Linked DNA regions of Capsicum annuum: region 1 is linked to region 2. The links are chromatin contacts, called in public Hi-C maps. All regions are on one chromosome and are shown on one strand. Each heading gives the region's core, a stretch centred on a gene start, on an enhancer-like site or on the middle of the called end of the contact. The rest is flanking DNA. Distances are from core to core; before and after follow the strand shown.

Evidence for each region. Hi-C and Micro-C count contacts between places; a contact is called where the count stands out from the background.
Region 1: a contact with region 2 is called in a Hi-C map of placenta, with 4 times the contacts expected there. The contact joins two enhancer-like sites. A contact is called at or near these places in 2 of 5 Hi-C or Micro-C datasets (leaf and placenta).

The regions. Positions count from the first base shown.
Region 1 is chr2:105,542,941-105,546,903 of UCD10Xv1.1, forward strand. It overlaps LOC107858897 (copper-transporting ATPase RAN1), which reads right to left. Exons shown (of 9, transcript XM_016703701.2): 7 at 3,395-3,595; 8 at 3,031-3,288; 9 at 1,538-2,213. The coding sequence ends at 1,737. Among protein-coding and RNA genes, the nearest start is that of LOC107858897, 9.0 kb to the right of the region's middle. Within about 2 kb of position 1,526, at least 4 of the 5 cell types and tissues checked have an H3K27ac peak or open chromatin away from gene starts, as enhancers often do.
Region 2 is chr2:105,402,653-105,406,467 of UCD10Xv1.1, forward strand. No RefSeq gene overlaps it. Among protein-coding and RNA genes, the nearest start is that of LOC107858894, 9.8 kb to the left of the region's middle. Within about 2 kb of position 1,524, at least 3 of the 5 cell types and tissues checked have an H3K27ac peak or open chromatin away from gene starts, as enhancers often do.

The DNA of each region.
Region 1 (3,963 bases), core at 276-2,775, 140 kb after region 2:
ATAGTTCAACAATAGTTCAATAATGGGAGAAATGAGCTTAAACCCCCTTTTTGATCCCAAATTTTCGTTTTTTAGATATTACGAAAATATAACCGCACTGTTGATCTACTTGAGCAGATTCAAAGTACATTGGGAGCATCCTAGGCACAGATGGGGCACACCTTGGGCGCAGATAACACTGGTTGGGCCATTTTGGCCACCTGCGCACCACGTGTACGATGGCCTCCCGACACGTCCCTGTGAACTTTAATGCTCCTTTTTCTTATATTTGACCTCCCATTGACTTGAATGACTTGATCATCAGCACAAATGAGCATTATACATGAGAATAACACCAAATCAATGAAAAAACAGGATAATTTAAATTTAAAAAGTGCCAACAAGTCGTCAAATTGATGACTTATCAGCTCCTCGATTCACTTCTGTTGCGAAGACTTTTTCATGATTAGTTGGTTCCTGACATACTAGTAGGTACATAACAAGCCTTTTCTTTCTTCATAAATCAAGAGATTCGGAAAGCTTTGATGCGAGGAAAGTTAATTTATAAAGACAGATTAATTCTTTCTCTTCTGTCTATTGCTTTATCTAAGCTCCAGTTAACCCAGTCGTCTGAGGATTCGCCGTGGTTCATTGTTGTGCTTACACACAAGGCTACCTCTCCTCTCCCACAAAAAAATGTAAAATATTTTTTAAATTTTAAAATTTATTTTTAAAAAAATCTTACCTCACCTCCTACCATCTACCTTAACCCCCTCCCCACCCACCCACACACCCACACACCCCAAAAAAAGTAAAAAAAATAAATAAATTATTTTTTAAAGAAATTCCAAAAAAAAATTCATATCCCACCCCTACCCCAACCCCCCAAAAATTATTTTTTAAAAAATTTTCAAAAAAAAATTCTTTTCCACCCCTCTTATCCTATTCGTTCTCATTGTTTTATGTTAAATATATAAAAATGTTTTTAGAAAATATTTTCCTATTTACATTAAAAACAGAAGAATTTTTTTTGGTTAGGTGTGTGCTCAACTATTTGTTACTAATGCACCTGCCTTGGTTGGCCTATTTAATCATTCATGCAACTTCAAAGCAACTCCCATCGTTTGAGCAATGCCTTATTTGAACTGGATTTGTCGAGATGTTGGATATGTAAGAAATATTTTCTTTTTTTAGAGCTGTTTATCAATACAAGAGGTGAAGAGTTTGAACAGCAATAACAATCCAGTGGCCAGTGTAATCTCAAAGGTGAGCTATAGGAAGGATAGAGCGTACGCAAATCTCCCCTACCCCATAGAGGTTGAGAGCAAAATAGTGCCTGGACAAAATTCATTTTACGTTACTCACACACTTTTAAGCTCATTTGACAATTCAATAAATGGGTGTCATGAGCGTATTGGCATGCAATATGAAATCTTTTTTTGTGTAAAGCTGGTATTGCAAAGATAGTTTGCTCATACAGGCTGTGATTAACATTACTGTACTAGATATATTATGAGCTGACCCGATAGTGTAAAAGTTCTCTTACACCTCAACAGTATAGAAGTTAAAGCTCATAAAAAGAAATGCTCTTTCAGAGAGAACTTACAAACAGGCAGCATTTACATTGAAAGGGTGGAAAATTCACCCCATGTATGAAACCAAAAAGAAGAAAAAGGTTAAGGAATACACAAATCCGAGTTGATCCTAATGCCTACTGTTTTTTTTGTTTTTTGGCTGTTCATACTTTGCCCTCATTCCTATTCTATAGTTATTTCCAATATAGTGGTAAGTCTGGGCTTCTTGTACCTCTTTAGATACAGAGATGAACATACAACACTTACAGATGACATTGCCATGCATGCACCAGCCACCCATGGTGGCAACCCAAGCTTTAGCAAAGGAAAGAAAACCCCGGCAGCCACGGGGATGGCAATCACATTGTATGCCATGGCGAAGATGTAGTTCCACCTAATCCGTGCAAATGTCTTTCTCGAGAGGTCTATGGCAATGATGACATCCTCCAAGTTGCTCCTCATTAACACATATTCAGCAGCTTCTATTGCAATGTCGGTTCCAGCTCCAATTGCCATACCAACATCAGCAGCAGCTAATGCAGGTGAATCATTGATCCCATCACCTACCATAGCAACTACACTGCCACCCTTTTGAAATGAACGGACGACCTCAGCTTTTCCTGCTGGCAATACCTCTGCTCTAACGTCCTGAATGCCGACCTGCAGTTCAAAACGGCATCCAAAGGGGTCATGTGTATGCCCAGATTTGGCGGAGAGTCTTAACACTACACAGTAAATTGCATTAACAAAGTTTAACAGTACTACATCTATCCATCCCCTCTTCAAGCAACAGCCTTACTGCATCTGACAGGATCAACAACAACATACCCAGTGTATTCCCACATAGTGGAGTGGGGTCTGGGGAGGGTAGAGTGTACGCAGACCATACCACTACCTCAGGTGAAGTAGAGAGGCTGTTTCCAATAGACCCCCGGCTTAGAACCAATAACATAATAACAAACACAAAAGATAAGAATAAGAAACTATCTCACCACATCTGACAGGATATTATCACAATTATCCTCATACCCCCAACCCTCCTAGAAAGAATATAGAAACCCCTCTCCCCCTCTCCCTCAGAATTTTCTTGAAAGCCCGAGTCTACTCAAGGAAGACAAACTGAAAGCTGCGAATTACTACAAGAAAATCATCTCTTTCAAAGAAAAAATGGTAACAGCAATTGGAGTTCTCACTATGACACCAGGAAGTCTGACTCCGGTGGTTCCAAATAGTTCACAATGCAGTGGCGTCAAAGAAAGAAAGGTAGAACAAAACCTCAGACTGTTCTTATTTTATCTCTGGACGGGTAAAGCTGATTTCAAGCTGGTTGGAGGAGTGGGGACAGGAAATTGAAGAAAGGACCCCAAATGATAACTTCTGAAAGTTTAAGTTAGGTTACCAATTTATCTATACCCAGTTTGTAAACTAATATTTAAGTGCAGAAGAAAATTCTTATCAGAAGGATGAAGCTTCAAACCTCCTTAGCAACTGCACGAGCTGTTCTCCAATTATCACCAGTAACCATGATTGGTTTGACGCCCATTTTTATAAGGCCCTCTACAACAACAGCCGCTTCTCTCTTTAGTGGGTCTGCTATCCCCAGAGCTCCTATTACACTATTATCCCGAACAACAAGAATGCCAGTCCTTGCACTTTCTTCCAACTCTACGACAAAATTCTCTACGTTGGAAGGTATAGTTATCCCATGTTCGGTAAGCAGCTTCCGGTTACCAACCTGTGCATGAGCATAAAGATGAGAAATAAAGACTCTTTCCTGATTAGAGATTAAGAAATTAACCACCTCTCTAGAATCTGTGAACATCATGTTATTGAAAACTCACCAAAACCCATTTCCCATCGATGGAGCACTGTATACCTTTTCCAGGCAAAACAGAGAAATCTGATACATCATGAAGCCATCCAGAAAACTTAGCCTGTTCGCTGTAAGTTTGAAACTCGCTGGTATTAGAAGGTTCATCAAAGAAATGGAAATGACGAGCATATTCCAGGATGGCTTTAGCCAAGGGGTGTTCACTGCTAGCCTGCATCATAAGCATTTCCCTTAGATGATATGTAGCTATAAGAGACAAAATTGCAGTAGTTTTTGTACCTTTAGAACATTTGTTTTTAAAACAACTCCCAGTTCCACTTTATACGACACTCTTACATTTAAAGAATCAAACGCTTTTTTGACCACAACTCTTACATATACTTGTATCTTTTTAGTTATAAAAACTAGTTCGAAGCATGTAAACAAACTTCTTCATTCTGTTTTAAATGGAGGGAGTATGAGTTTCGAATTGGTGGCAACATAGGGCAACAAATGACTAGTAAATAGAGGATCCTAAAAGCTCATTTGAGAAAAAACTTTGAAGTCTGTTGAGAATATAATTAAATAATAAAAGTGTGC
Region 2 (3,815 bases), core at 274-2,773:
ACTACAAGCTGATTCAGTCACCACCATGGTGGTTGGAAAAAAATGAGATGCATCCTGTAGATTCAGATGCACTTGAGCAAAACAATTGATTCTCTTCTTACACGGAATTAAAAGTTATTTTGGACTCACATTGGCTCCTGAACTAACAAATTAGCTTCATTCTGACCCTTCTGTTAATTAAAAGTTGGTATTTATGTTATTTATACAAAACAAAATACACCTAAAGTTTTTGGGACATAAAATCGTTTTGTGGATTTAATTGAGCTGCTTGTTTTTGACTAAAGTTATGTATAGATATTTAAGAACTTAAGATGTGTACACAAATAAAATAACTCTAAAGAGAAACAAAACAAGACATGGGCACGACTCATGAGTCTATGACTAATTAAAAACTCAGAAATCACATTAAATCAAGATATGATACTGATATCACAATTTGATGATGACGTCAAATAGGATAAATTTAATATATACATGAATAACATTTTCTTTTAACTCGGTACTTACAAATCCAAGAAGAGAAAAAACACTATTGAAAATGGGAAGAAAAATTGAGTTGTTGATCCTCAACAAAATCTTTCCCATTCTTTTCTTCTTCCAAAAGAGTTAAAATGGAGAAAAAAAAAAAAAAAAAAAAAAAGACTATTAAAAATGGGAAGAAAAATTGAGTTGTTGATCCTCAAAATCTTTCCCACTCTTTTCTTCTTGCAAAAAAGTTAAAATGAAAAAAAGAATAAACCATGCACTAAATTAAAAGATAGCCATCTTGATCCCAAATGTTTTCAGTAGAATCAGTAATTAACTGATCATCTCCAGTAAAATCACATAGACACAGATTCTCCAATTCAAAATCATCTAAGCTCAAAATATCCATCCTTGGACTACTACTAGAATTCGTGGTTGAAGTTGAACCAAATATTCCATTTTGATCAGTTGATAACATACCCTTTTGTTCTTCAATAATATTTGCCACCTTATTCTCCTTGCTACTCTTAGGATTGCAGTTATAACAGTCATATCCAAATGAAGACACATGAGTAGTTGAATCATCTGCATCATAATCATCGTTCTCCTCCAGTCCAAAATTTAAATTTATTGGACCTTTATGAGCTCCTAAGAAAGTATTAGCAGTGTGACATCCTGTAAATTGTTGCACTAGAGCTCGAAAATTCGAGGCATCTGCATTGAGGTGTGTGGTTGGAGTTTTCTTTGATGCTCGAGATCTTCTTCTAATTGGCTTCTTTATGCTACCATTTTTAGGACTTAGCTCATGACTACACAAAGAGTTTGTAGGACTTAAGGTTGTTGTTGTTGTTGTAGTAGTAGTGTCACAGTTTAAGGTTGTTCTTGTCATTTGGTTGGAGCTTTGCATGGTTTTTTATTGTGAGCTGTGACCATTCAAGTGGTATATTAGCTCCTTCTGTTTGTTGTGAAGAAATGGGAGAAGCCTAAGCAAGATAGTATATATAGTGGGGCTTTTGGTTAAAGGTAGGATAAATAATTAAACCTGGATGTTGACTATTATTTTTAATTTTTTTTTGGTTTTCTTGGGGGTGGGATTAAGTAAGACCAAAGATATTGATGAAGGTATGTTTCGTGGAAAGAACATGGATAGATTATGATATATGTGAATACGTCATTCATCTACTTTTCTTATGAGTATTATTTTAGAGCACTTATATAACAGAGAGAATGATGATAATTATTTCAAAGAATAGATGAAAATTTTATGTGGAACTTTGTTGTGTGTGTGTGTGTGTTTTTTTTTGAGTATTGTTGGGTGTTGAAGTGGTGGAGGGGTAAGGGAAGTAACGACGGTCCGGTCTTCCCATGATGTTTTTAGTAGCCGTTTGGCCATTGACATTTTTTCACCTTTTTCCGAAAAATTATTTCATTTTAGTGAAAAAAAAATTAAAATCACAGTGTTTGACCATGAAAATTCTAAATATAATGGAAAAGTAAAAACAAAAAAAAAACTTATTTTCATTTTTTTCACTCCCACTTCTTTCACAAAATTTCAGGAACAACTTTAATTTATATTTACGGTCAAACACAACTCCAACTCCAACTCCAATTCCAATTCCAACTCTATTTTTAACTCCAGAAAATTATGTTTTCATAGCCAAACGGGGCCAAGAGTTGAGAGAATCAATTGTTACTGTGCTGATTGATTTAAAACATGATACATTCGTGGTTGAAAAAGACGAGATGCATAATTTTGCAAAGTTCAAAAAGAAAATTTGAATCATTTTGTATAGTTTCAGTTCAAATTTGACCCTATTCACTTATAAAACAAGCTCATATATTGTGCAACTTTCGTTGTTGGTGAATAAGAACATAATTGAACAAAGTTAGTAATATTAACTCATTTGACTCGAACTATTAATAGAGGGTAATTTTGAACCATTTCATAGAATTTAACTAAATTTGAACTTCTTCTCTACTTATAAATTAAATTTAAAACACGTATTGTTGAACTAAGTACAATTTCAAAAGCCCACAAAATACATGTCTTGTATTTACTTGTTTAGAACTAATTAACCATCCTTAATTATCTCCGCGTTGTAATGAAAGGTGCATGTGCTACTTGAAGATTGCGATAGACTTACTAATAATTTGTCTAACATTAATTTTTATTTAGTGAAAATGATTAACAAGTACTCATAGCATATATTATATGATTTTGTTATCTAATGGTTGACCATTTACATTGACACGCAACCCATTCATTTGATAGTAAACGATAGGCTGAACAAAGCAAATCGAAAATCAAACCAAATCGTAAATTGAATGAAATTGGAAAAAAATTCGATTAATGATTTAGTTTTGAAATAAAAAAATCGATTATAATTGATTTAGTTTGGTTTAAACTAAAAAGAGTCAAATCAATCCGAACCAATCCGATATTACATTTCTTTAATTTTAAAAATATATAATACATAAAAATATTTACTGTAATGTGATTTATAAATATTTCTTAACTTTTTTATTATTTTTATCTTTCAACTTATTATTTTAAGTTTGAACTTAGAATTGTAAATGATCCAATCAGTTTTATAGCGCACAGATATTAGTAACTCAAGTAAAGTCCAAATCAATAATAATAATAACAATAATATTCAATTAAAACAAAATGAATGATAATAATATTAGATATCTATTCTTTAGTTTTGCATAAATACATGACCTAAATTTATTTTTCTATTTAATATTTAGTTATGTAATTAATATTTACTAGACCTATTTTAACACGACTTAATATTTTCAAATTATGATTATTTTTATTATAACTTATTAATATGCAATATTTAGTTTATATAATTTTATTATTATTTTTTGTTGAATGTTTTATAATCATAACTCATTTCATATTGTGTTATTTTCTTAAGAAGCACATAAGATAGTTATATTTTGCTAGGACTAAAGAAATAATTTAACCATAAGTTAATTATATGTTTGTATGAACCTTTAACAGTAAAAATCTAAAAACCCGATAAATCGAAAAATTCTAAAAGATCGGGGGTTGAAAAACTTAAATTTTATTGATTTGATTTGATTTATAGATTTAAAAATCTGACCCAAATAATTTATTTAATTTAGTAGATCGTAAGATATAAATTAGCTAGATATAATCGCATGATTGGAGTCGGTATCTTAAATAACAATGCAGTAAAATAAGCATCAAAAGTTATTGTCTAATGGTTAATTAATGAAGTGAATTGAGAATAATGAGGTCTTATATTTAAATTTTAGCAAAATTAAAATATTAGGTATTTTTTTTTAATATATAAACAGATATACGACGGATTAGGGAA